Linked DNA regions of Sus scrofa: region 1 is linked to region 2. A link is a contact called in public Hi-C data. All regions are on one chromosome and are shown on one strand. Each heading gives the region's core, a stretch centred on a gene start, on an enhancer-like site or on the middle of the called end of the contact. The rest is flanking DNA. Distances are from core to core; before and after follow the strand shown. Region 1 has its middle 390 kb from the start of SHCBP1. Region 2 has its middle 290 kb from the start of SHCBP1.

Region 1 (2,786 bases), core at 155-2,654, 100 kb before region 2:
CTGCTGGTGCTGCATCATTGTCCTTCAGGGCCTTACTTGTCCTGAATCAGCTGCCACACCTGCATTTCTTTACCTGAGAGATTTCTTTCCTTATTCCTTCCTCCAGGGAAGGCCCAAAGTGGTGGGGAATTAGCTTCTTACCCAGTGACTAACAGAGCTGGTAGATAAATGTCCCGGCTGCCTCCCCCTCAAGTGGGATAATTCACACGCCCCAGCATTCCCTAGTAGGAGTAAGCCTCAGCTGCCCGCCCTGGTTCCTGGTTTGATAACACATTTTGTTGGCTTCCCCATCACACTTGCCCACTTCTCCATGTGTTCCCTGGATCCAGCTTTCTAATAAACTACTTGCACTTAAATCTTTGTCTCAGAGTCCTTCCTTCCTAGGAGGAAGCCAGCTCAAGGCAGGAATCAATTCTTTTCTGAATCTTAAAGTTTAGGCCCCAGGGAAGTCAAATCATAGAATAACAGGAATCAGAAAAGGCAGTTTTTGACCTTGAGAATTAGAAAAGACCCCTTGATTTTGAAGAAAGCGAGTGCCAGGAGCACCTGGACCTTGGATAGATAAGAGTGATACCCAGCATCTGTCACTACCTCCCTACCTTCTGTTCTGAAGCAAGAGGAAAGTAGAGATTCCAGAGATTTAGGGGTTTCCAGGAGCAGGGTGACTTAGGATGCCTCCTCTGGTGAGAGGCCCTAGTATCTAGAAAAGAAATGCATCTGCCTGGGATGTCCAGGCTGACCATACTGGGCAGCCTCAAAAGCTCCAATGACCACAAAGTCTCAAATCCCTCTCCCCATCCTGCTGGCAATGCTGGAGAAACCCTAGCCCAGAAAATGTACAGTATGCACTTGAGCCAAGATGCTATCAGCCAGAAGTTGGTCAAAGTCACACTTGCAGCCCCATTGAAACCAGGAGTGTGGCCAAGAGAGTGTGAGACAGGTCCATGGGGTGTGCTATTCAGCATACATGGCATCCATACCCTGTCTGGGCCTCTGTCTCAGGGTATCAGTCACCTGTGCCAAGTTCCTGCCACTTGGCTGCCCTCCTTCCACCTGGAGAGAACACATGGGACAGAGTGCAATGCTGAGCCGTGCCTGGCACATGATGAGCCACAACTATGATAAATGTCACTATTTTAATCACCTCTCCACCCCTCCTCTTCAGGGCCTCCCTGAACCACTAGTACACTTGCCTCCTCACTTCCCTGAACAGTACTCTGCAAACCACATGCCCAATTATATCCAATGTGTTTCTGATGGTCTCTAGCTTTTTGCTGCACTGAAGTTTCATCTTTAATAGCATTAGAATCCCCCCAGGGCAAAGCCCGCTACACCCTCACCTGTACCTCACTCAGTGTTCTGTATACGAAATCTGTTTGAATCATTTTGCCCTGACCCCTCCCCGGATGGATGTGGCACCTGGGGGAGTGTCATGCAAAGGCATTCGTTTCTTCTGAATGCCAGGTACTGGGTCCATATAGGCACTTCTTTGAGATCATTTCCAATGTCTCCTTCAGCAGATTACAAAATATATAGTAGCTTTAAAAATTCTTTCTTGCAATTCAATGTCAAAGATGACATCCTTTCCTATACCCCTCATCGCAGCTCATTGAGCTATGTGGCTGCAGAGAAGGTCCCAAGGAGCTCACCTAAAGACCCTTGAGCCCTGCAAACAAACAAGAGATTAAGAGCTAAATTGTCAAGAAGTGCTGTGGATCAGAACACAACGCCAAGACTGCTGGGGTGGCAGGCCATCTTTTCAGAGTTCTGAACTTGAGAAGGCAGGTAGAATACTCTCCCCTCTTGTGTGGACATCCACTAGGTTTGGTAAGCCAGTTTGGTTACAGCACTTCATTTTTTCTTTTTGGGAACCACGTCTCCTCATGTGAATGGACTCTCTTCCCCCTTCATGCCCAGAGATGATCATGTGACCCAAACCAAGCCAAGTCACCCAGAGTGTGAATCAATGCAGGGGGCTGTCATCAGAGAAGCACTCCCTTTCCCATAAACAGAGACTGCAGAGATCACCATGCAGAGAGAAGCTGCCGTGAATGAAGCACAGGAGACAAGAGAACCAAGAGCAGTGTTGGAGCCCCTGGAGTTTGCAATCAAATTCCCTTTCATGCCTTCTCTTAAATTTTTTTATGGTGTTTTTAAGAGGGCTTGAAAGGGCTTCCTGTCACTTTCAAGTTAAAGAGTCTAAGTAAAAAAAAAAAAAAATCAAACAAATTGAATAAAAATTACAGCTAGCAACAACTTATTACAAAATTGCCCTTTCTTTTTGAAAGTAATGTAAGCAGCTCCTTTGCCTCTTTTCAGTCTGTTCATCCCCATTTTCCTTAGACCTTAGTCATAAAGATGAGATGATTAGGCAACATTTAACTTAGCTCCTGATTGCTGTTTTTCTAAATATACACAACACCTTATCTAACCTGTTGATTCCTTTCCTGGATTAGAATGAGTAAGAATGAAGGATTAAGCAGTTAAAGAATGACTGACTCACTACCCCTAGAATCCCTTTAGTAAATTGGACCTCGCCAGCAAGAGAATATCCATTTTCAGGCAGACTGTGTGTCTTTTCTGGGTAGAAGGTATAAGAGCCAGTACACAAATCACCATTCTTCCTTCCTCCCAAGGGAGATCGGGAGAAGTCAGCTGGTTTACTACACACAATGGAAGAATGATTATGAATCTGACTTCTGCCTTAATGATTAACTGAGATTTTTTTTCCCCCATTCTTCCCTTTAAAAATTCTCCTGGCTAAGCAGAATCTTCGGAGTTGGTCT
Region 2 (2,846 bases), core at 312-2,811:
ATCTATCCCCTGTTATCACCATTTGCCCCGCAGTCCCGGCTTCTCCAAGAGATAATCTGGCAGCAGGAGCCTCGATTCCTGCTCCAGTTTACACACTCACACCCAGAGAACAGACACAAACCCCAACACTCATGTTCTCACCAAATGCGGACTCACACCTAAACACACACAGCGCCACAAACATCACACACAGGCTGATATTCCCCTCTCCCACGCAGAGAGCTGAAACTGACAGCACTCATGGCCTGAACCTAGCCAGAACCCAGTTTGGGACTCGAAACTAGCCTAAACCCAGATTGGGACTTGAACCCATGGTTTTAAATTAGAATCATTCACTCGGTGTCTGGACTCACTGAGGTTCAAGTTCTTCATGCCTCCGCGTGGAAGGAATTCAGTGAGAGACAAAGTGATAGGCAAGAAATGAGATTTATTAAGATAGGAAGCTTGTGAGAGATGCAAGTGGGCAGGCAAGGAGGGTCTGCCCCCAGGATCCGGTGGGCTACAGTTTTCTCATCCAAGGGGAGTGGGGGTTGGAAAAGCCCACCTCTTCCTTTCTGGGAGTAGTAGCTCCTCCTTGGTATCCGGTAAGAGTATTTGACCCTATGAGGTCAAACTAGGCCTGTTATGGCACTTACTCACATCAGCAGATGGGTGGTCCTCAAGCTCCTGCCCTTGATCCAAACGTGAACACAGGCCTCACCCCTTCCCCCACCCAAGGACCCGAGGCAATTCTCGCACCTCCACTAGTCAAGCAATCCTGCCTTGTGCTGATGGCTTTCTTGAGCAATTATTAACTTACCTCCCAAATTCCCCTGGTTTCCCTCTCTATTTATGGTCCCTTACTGGGACTCCTGTGCCTACTCCATCCCTATCATAGCCAATACCTTCACATAGACACACACACACACACACACACACACACACACACACACACACCCCTAGCACAAATTCATGGAGACACAAACACCTGCAAACTCATGCCTCTGCTCTCCAAGACACAGAGGTGGACACTGTGCCTCTCTCTCAAACACACACACACACACACTGACTCAGTAAATCAACATAGGCCTTTACAACAGGGCTGAAAGATTTTCTCATTCAAGATTCTCAGCCTCCCAACAAAACCAATTAATACCAATTAGTAAATAGTTACAAATAAATCTGCTTAGTACAGAGTTTCACTTGGTGTTGATTTTTTTGAGGGAAGGGAAAATAGATTTCATTCTCCTCAAGGCCATGCCATCCTCCCCAAGGCCAGGCAGAAGCCTGCCCTCCTCTGAATCCCGAGGCACTTAGTGCAACCTGGGAGCAGAAATCCAGGTCTGATCACAATCAAGGAGAGGGAAGCTGAGAGGTAAAGTGGAGAGGGGAGTCAGAGAATAAATCAGCCAAGAAAGCAGTGGGAGAGCCTGGGGAGTAGGCCAAGGCACCCAGGAGACAGAGGCAGGCACAGGAAGCGTGGGAAGAGTCCCAACACACAGTCACCCACAGGGGCCCACGTGCCCACCCTCATAAGCCACACATCCAGCCCAAGATGCAGAGGGAGGCTGCCAGGACAGCAGGTGGTGAGAAAAGAAAAATGGCTGTTCCAGCCCAGACCCCAGATTGTTTTTCTGTGGTCATACTGCCCCCTTGTGGACTCTTCTGATAAAGTCGCTAAAACCTACTGCCTTTTCAGAGCCAGAGGCATTAGCAGGAAACTTTACCTGGAGACAAACATGAAAATCACCAACAAGTCATTTTTTGTGTCTTTTTAGGGCCGCACCTGCCGAATATGTATGTTCCCAGGCTAGGGGTCGAATCGGAGCTGTAGCCGCTGGCCTATGCCACAGTCACAGCAACACAGGATCCAAGCCTCGTCTGTGACCCACACCACTGCTCATGGCAACGCTGGATCCTTAACCCACTGAGCAAGATCAGGGATCAGACCTGCAACCTCATGGAATCTAATCACCATGGGAACTCCACCAATAAGCTTTTTATTTAGTAAAAGCATGTTTAAAGAAACTAACACAAGTAAAAATATAAAAACATGGATGATATAATGAGGTGAGGAATACTGGAATAGAATCAGTATTTTATTTCCTGGGGGAGGAGAGGAAAGAGAACATAGAAAAAATGCCTAATTTGCTATAAAATTAGAATGCTGGATACACAGGGATTTGTTATATTTATATGATTAGTATATTTGTAATATTTTATAATTGAAAATAAAACTGAAGATAAAAATTTTAACATTAAAGGGAGGAGAGAACTCTGTGGTTATTCCCACTAAAGAGGAAAAATTATCTTGAAAAATAAATAGCCCATGATTTTTTGACTCTTCAGTGACAGGCTGTGTAGTTCTCAATTCTTTACCTTTCCCTTTATTCAAGGAATATAGTGATTTTTCAGTTCTTCCCCTTCCTTTCCCCTTGACTTTGGGCTTGGCTGTTGACTTGCCAATGGGACATTAGTGGATGTGACACAATTGGGGACTCAAAATGTGTGCACAGCTAGGCTCTTATGTGCTCTCATGTTTCTGATATCAGCATGGGAAGAACATTCCCCAGCTTCCCTGCTGGTTCAAAGATGAGAGACCCATGGACAGGCCTGAATCTCACTGACCTCAACATGATCAGCCAATTCCCAACCAATCTGCAGATGAGTGGGAATAAATGATGATGTTTTAAGTCACTGAGTTGGGGGGTGGTTGTCATATGGCATTATCGTGGCAATAGCTAGCTGTTACTTCATTCTCTCTTTCTTTCCTATTATCCCCACTTGTCCCACCCCTAGTCTACCTGACTCTTTTCTCTCATTCTCACTCCATCATTTGCTAAGTTGATCTCCTAAAAGGCCAACTC

The links. A called contact is a pair of places that touch in the nucleus more often than the background predicts.
Region 1: a Hi-C map of epiblast stem cells shows a contact between it and region 2, with 2.5 times the contacts expected there. The contact joins two enhancer-like sites. A contact is called at or near these places in 5 of 47 Hi-C or Micro-C datasets (epiblast stem cells, fetal heart ventricle, heart right ventricle and 2 more).

What each region holds. Positions count from the first base shown.
Region 1 is chr6:38,422,664-38,425,449 of Sscrofa11.1, reverse strand. No RefSeq gene overlaps it. Among named protein-coding and RNA genes, the nearest start is that of SHCBP1, 390 kb to the right of the region's middle. Within about 2 kb of position 1,404, at least 2 of the 83 cell types and tissues checked have an H3K27ac peak or open chromatin away from gene starts, as enhancers often do.
Region 2 is chr6:38,319,921-38,322,766 of Sscrofa11.1, reverse strand. No RefSeq gene overlaps it. Among named protein-coding and RNA genes, the nearest start is that of SHCBP1, 290 kb to the right of the region's middle. Within about 2 kb of position 1,561, at least 2 of the 83 cell types and tissues checked have an H3K27ac peak or open chromatin away from gene starts, as enhancers often do.